2 separate regions of the Mus musculus genome follow, and region 2 is linked to region 1. Evidence: chromatin contacts called from public HiChIP or PLAC-seq data. All regions are on one chromosome and are shown on one strand. Each heading gives the region's core, a stretch centred on a gene start, on an enhancer-like site or on the middle of the called end of the contact. The rest is flanking DNA. Distances are from core to core; before and after follow the strand shown. Region 1 holds the start of Dnm2 (dynamin 2). Region 2 holds the start of Epor (erythropoietin receptor).

What was found. HiChIP or PLAC-seq counts read pairs in DNA pulled down with a chosen protein or histone mark.
Region 2: a contact with region 1 is called in an H3K27ac HiChIP or PLAC-seq map of microglia, with 6 times the contacts expected there. The contact joins the promoter of Epor here to the promoter of Dnm2 in region 1. A contact is called at or near these places in 1 of 39 promoter capture datasets (erythroid cells) and 3 of 115 datasets of contacts at active chromatin or transcription factors (double positive thymocytes, microglia and pancreatic cancer cells).

What each region holds. Positions count from the first base shown.
Region 1 is chr9:21,423,361-21,426,262 of GRCm38.p6, reverse strand. It overlaps Dnm2 (dynamin 2), which reads right to left and starts at 1,355. Exons shown (of 21, transcript NM_001253893.1): 1 at 1,007-1,355. The coding sequence starts at 1,167.
Region 2 is chr9:21,962,123-21,965,024 of GRCm38.p6, reverse strand. Epor (erythropoietin receptor) reads left to right here and starts at 1,449. Exons shown (of 8, transcript NM_010149.3): 1 at 1,449-1,708; 2 at 2,689-2,821. The coding sequence starts at 1,594.

The DNA.
Region 1 (2,902 bases), core at 106-2,605:
GAATGGAGAAGTGCTGCTGCGGGGAGAGGCAGAGGGGGAGGGGACAGGAGTAAATCAACATCCCTCCTTCACTCACTTCCTGGATCCTACAAACAGCTGCAAGTGGAATTTGCCCACTGGACAGATGGAACAAGCTGAGGCTCCCAGAGCTATCTAGAGAGCATTCCAACTGGGAAGCTCTAGGTTAGGGGATCCTAGCCCAAGAAAGAATCCTAAAGAATGTTTCTTCCCAAGTTCTCCAACCTCTGTCACTCAGAGAGGATGGACAGGCAGGGATGCCTGGGTGGGAATGGAGAACAGACTAATGGATGGATTCAAAGAGCCAGTCGGCCCAAGAGAACCAGATAACAGGAGGCTCCCAAAGTTCAGCCAGTCAGATGGCAGAGGCCAACTCACGTAAATAAGGGGCACAGATGGGCATTTGCACACGAGAGGTCACCTTAGATGGCTAGCCAGACAACGGTGGACTTCAGAGTGAGTTTGGACAGATGGGACAACCAAATGGTGCCGGTAGGAAGCCTGTCTAGAACAGATAACCAGCTAACCAGGCAAGAGAGCAGGCTCCAGAAAATAACTGGCCAGACAGACCCCAGGGGTCATTCCCCATGGATGGCTAAGTGGCAAGTGTTATCTTCAACATCTTAGCACACACACTAAGATTTCCAGGTAGCAGAAGGAAAGAGGAGTGGATCTATCCCGGACTACAGGTAAAGCGATGTCAGAGTTGCCCAGCCATAGCCGGAACTAGAAGCACCAAGAGGGGTCGGCACTGACCGTCTTGCCCCAAACACCGCCCACTATCATCGACTAGTCCCAGACTTGGATCTGCATCTCCAGTCCCTGCGGAAAGCCATGGAGACTCTTGCCCCAGACCTTATCCACTGCCACCGGTGCTGCGGCGTCCGCGAGCCGCAGTTCCGCCATTCCCCGCCCGCCCTCCGCGCCCTAGGCCGCCGCCCGCCCTCCCGGCCGGAGCCCCAGAACCGCCGCCGGCGCGCTCGCTCACCGGCCCACGAAGTTCTCGAGCACCGAACTTTTGCCGGCGCTCTGGCCGCCCACCACGGCGATCTGCGGCAGGTCCAGGTGGCAGCTCTGACCGATGGAGCTGAAGGCGTCCTGCAGCTTGTTAACCAGCGGGATGAGCTCTTCCATCCCGCGGTTGCCCATGGTGTCCGCCTCCGCCGCGCGGATCCCCCGACTAAGACTCTCGGTTCCGATGTGTCTGTGGCCGTTGCTTCCTCCTGCTCTGCTCTGCCGGCCCGCCCGGTCTCCCCTTCGCCGCGACGCCCGCTCCCGGCTCGGCCTCAGAGTCGCCGCCTCATCCGGTTCTCAGGCGACACCCGACCCGAGCGAACAACCCTCCCGGCCTCCGGGGCGGAGTCCGCAACCCTACTGCTATATCCAATTGGTTCAAAGCACTGCCACTCAAGAACGTGAGCCAATAAAAAAGGCACGAGGAAGGGCTAATCTCACAAATTCACTGGGTAATAAAACTGTCACTCTTAAGTGAAAGCCAATAGAAGTCAAACCGGGTTGTCAGACCGGGAAGGCGGGGTCTCTGGAAAAGACACTGAGGCCTCAGCTCACTAGGTTGATTCGGGTTGGCTTATTGGTCGCAGAAACGTCAACCTGCCAAGGGTGTAAGGGATCCATTCTTCAACACTGGATTGTCACTTGACACTAGTTAATTCCGTAAAAATTTCTCATTGGCTGATATAAATATCACTTCTCTACTCCAACCAGTAAGAGGAAAGAGAGCCGCAATCTTTTTCTATAGTTTCTATAGTTTTGTATGCTGGCTACAGACTCTTGATGTTCCTCCTGTCTCAGCCTCCCTCCTGCTAGGATACACGCTACTACCTTCCCAATCCTCACTGACAACTGTGTCATAAAAGTTCTTCCAACTTCCTGGCATTTGCTATCACTTTGTGATATTCTTTTTAAGCAAAAGGCCACAGTGCTCAGGGAAGCACACCGTGGTAAGGTTCAGTGGCTGTTACACCTGAATTCTTAGGCTGTAGTGAAAACCCATATTTTAGAAAGCATCGCAGTCGGGCGTGGTGTCGCGTGCCTTTAATCCCAGTACTCGGGAGGCAGAGGCAGGCAGATTTCTGAGTTCAAGGCCAGCCTGGTCTACAGAGTGAGTTCCATGACAGCCAGGGCTATACAGAGAAACACTGTCTCGAAAAACAAAACAAAACAAAACAAAACAAAAAAACTAAAACAAAAAAACAAAAAAACAAAACAAAGCAGAAAGCATCGCAGATCCCAACTCTGGAAGAATCCCAGTGCCAGTGAAAGATGAGTCGACACTTCTGCCTCATAAAGGCGTTCTCACCCTCTCGTGCTTATTTCTGTACGTTACAGAGGGTCAAGTCTACAGTTCCATTAAGCCAAGCAAGTGTTTTGCGGATGGCTACAACTGTAGGTTTATTTTTACTTTAATTTTTTTTTTCTCCTAGACCAATGGCTCAGTACTTGCTGCCTTGGGAGCCGACTCAAATTTGGTTCCCAGCACCTGCATGACAACTCACACAACCATCAGTGATTCCAGTTCCAGGAATCTGACACCCTCGTCTGGCCTCCACTAGAAACAGACACAGACATAATGCACATACCGACATGCAGGCAAAAAAAAAAAAAATCCATGTACAATTTTTTTAATTTACATAAAATAACAGTTAAAAAGTTTTAAAGATTTATTTTATTTTTATGCGCACCAGATCTGTGCCCGGTGCCCACAGAAGTCAGGAAGGATCAGATTCCCTAGAACTGGAGTTCTGGATGGTTTTATATGAGATTTTAAATGTGTGGGTGCTGGGAACAACAACTGTTCTTAACCACTGAGCTGTCTCTCTAACCCCAAACTTTTCTTTTGCATGCATGGTGTTTGGTCTTGCAG
Region 2 (2,902 bases), core at 200-2,699, 540 kb before region 1:
TATCTGTCCATGGGTGTGTCAATGCATGTATGCATATGTGAACATATACATACTTGTATCTGTGTATATGTGTATATCCATATATGTGTCTGTTCATGTATGTATGTATCCATGCATCTACCCATGTATGTATGTATGTACGTACTATGTACTTATGTATGTATATGTATGCATCCACCTATCTCTGTATTTGGGGGGTTCTGGGGATAAACCCAGGGTTTTCCACCTGCTAGGCAAGTGCTGTACCACTACCCGCCATTCAACTTTGTTTTTTTTATTTTTAAGTATAGAAAGCACAGGTCTGGGGCTGGTGAGATGGCTCAGGGGTAAGAGCACCCGACTGCTCTTCCAAAGGTCCGAAGTTCAAATCCCAGCAACCACATGGTAGCTTACAACCACCTGTAACAGAGATCTGATGCCCTCTTCTGGTGCGTCTGAAGACAGCTACAGTGTACTTACATATAATAAATAAATAAGTCTTAAAAAAAAAAAGAAAAGAAAGAAAGCACAGGTCTGTGATCTGAGCACTCAGAAGCTTGGGTCAGGAGGATTGCCACAGTTCCAAGACGGCCTGGGCTATTTAGTGACATCCTGCATGGAAGAAAGCAAGCAATACTGGAGCTGTAGAGTTGGCAGAGCCCTTGCTCAGTAAGGTGAAGCTCTGGGTTCCAGTCCCAGCACCACATAGGTGGTGCATGCCTGTCATCCCAACACCCAGGAAGTGAAAGCAGGAGGACCAGGAGTCTAACATCATCCTTAGTTATTCAGGGAGCTTGATGTCAGCTTGGGATACACTGTCTCCAAAACAATCAGGGCTGGTGAGACGGATGGCTCAGGTGAGCTGGCTCAGCTGGTCAAAGATTTTTCTGCCAATACTGAAGACCTCAGCTTAATACCAGGAGCACAAGGCAGGAGAGAGCTGACTCCCCAAGTTGTTCTGTGCTGTCCACAAGCATCCTGCTGCATTTGTGCATGCACACACATGCACACACACACAAATGTAATTTTAAAAATAGTAAATATTTCATATTCCCAAATCCGTGTAATTCATAAACAGAAAACACCATAGCACGTGTCTGTCACGCTACACAGCCTGATTCCACTCACACACCCAGTTGCTAGTTGTCTTTAGGATTCTTATTTTGAACTGAGCTGGGGAAGAGATACTGGCTGGAGCGAGAGCCTCTCTTCCATCTGTGGCCTGCCGGCTGCACAGCAGGCTGGATTCACAGATGCCCGGACTAGACCTAGACGGTGAAACAACATAAGTCACTTGTCCGTGACCACATTAGCAAAGCCACCCGAAACAAAACTCTGCTGTCTGCCCCACCCCCTACACTGGTTTAGGCAGTGGCTGTGCCCAAGAAGGCCCCTGTTCCCTTGGTGGCTGTAGCTTATCTGTCCCCAGCCTGCAAGCTGGCCCCGCCCCCTGGAAGGAGCTGCCACTTAGAAGCTCCTGGTCAGCTGTGTCCGGCAGCTGCTGCTGACCCAGCTGTGGACTAGGGGAAAGGGGAAAGAGGAAAGGGAAGGAGAGGTGGGGGGGACGAAACAGGGGCGCTGGAGCCCTGAGCTTCCTGAAGCTAGGGCTGCATCATGGACAAACTCAGGGTGCCCCTCTGGCCTCGGGTAGGCCCCCTCTGTCTCCTACTTGCTGGGGCAGCCTGGGCACCTTCACCCAGCCTCCCGGACCCCAAGTTTGAGAGCAAAGGTAAGAACTGTACATGGGCAATGCTGTGGTCTGAATTCCCAGCCCGAGTCCCAGGGGCTAAATGTCCCCTGAACCTCCAGATGGGGTCCTAGGGGCCAAACTGGTGTCTGAACTCGATGAGGCATCTCAGAGTCTCCTCGCCCTGGAGTGATGCTCAGGGCAGAGGCTTAAGATTGGTTGGTTTGTTTGTTTGTTTGTTTGTTTGTTTGTTTGTTTGAAGCAGGATCTCGCTAGACATTCCAGGATGTCCTGGAATTGCTAGGATGAAAGGCATGTGTCACTCGCCTGTACTGTTTCTGGTTTTGAGGCGGCGTCTGTGTAGCCAAAGCTGCCCTCAGACTCATTATGTAATTGAGGTTGAGCTTGAATTCCTGATTCTCCTGCCTCCACCTCCAGTTGCTGGGATGACCTGCAAGAGCCAACACATTCGGCTCTGTTTCGTGTTTTGAGGGAGTCTGGGATATGGTAGAAATGGCAAGGGTAAGGTAGTGCTAGGTCCGCTCTCCTGGGGGAGGGGATCGAGCTCCCAGAGACTGTGAAACAGACCCGCTGCAGACTGTAAACTCAGTTTGGCGGGCGGATGGTGCTAGGTCCTTTGGACGGCTTGCTAGGAGGAGGAAGGGGGCGGGGGACACGGTTGGCGCTATCGGGGGACAGCCGGGTGCCTGCGGGAACCGATAGGAGGCCGAGTTCTCTGCGCTCACACACACCCGCTAGGGCGGGGCGAACAGCGCTCAACTTGCAGGGTGAGTGGGCGTGCGCACGGAGGAGTAGAACAAGGCAGGCGGGGTCGCTACTCTTGGGAGTTCTGAGGCGCCACTTTTGCAAGACCCCTCGAAGGCCCTTTTGGAGAAGAGGGCGGGGCACTAAAATTATCGGATCTGCACAGGCGACAAGAGGGAGGGTAAGGGCACCGTGGAAGGCAGACCTGGGCTTCCCTGATCTCCCCCTCCCCCCGCCATGGCTATCCCCTTTTCTAGCGGCCCTGCTGGCATCCCGGGGCTCCGAAGAACTTCTGTGCTTCACCCAACGCTTGGAAGACTTGGTGTGTTTCTGGGAGGAAGCGGCGAGCTCCGGGATGGACTTCAACTACAGCTTCTCATACCAGCTCGAGTGAGTCCTCAGGACTGGGTGGCCTTAGGAGGGGTGGGTAGAGCAGAGCTTCCTGGATGGGCCTGGAGACTAGGTTAAGGG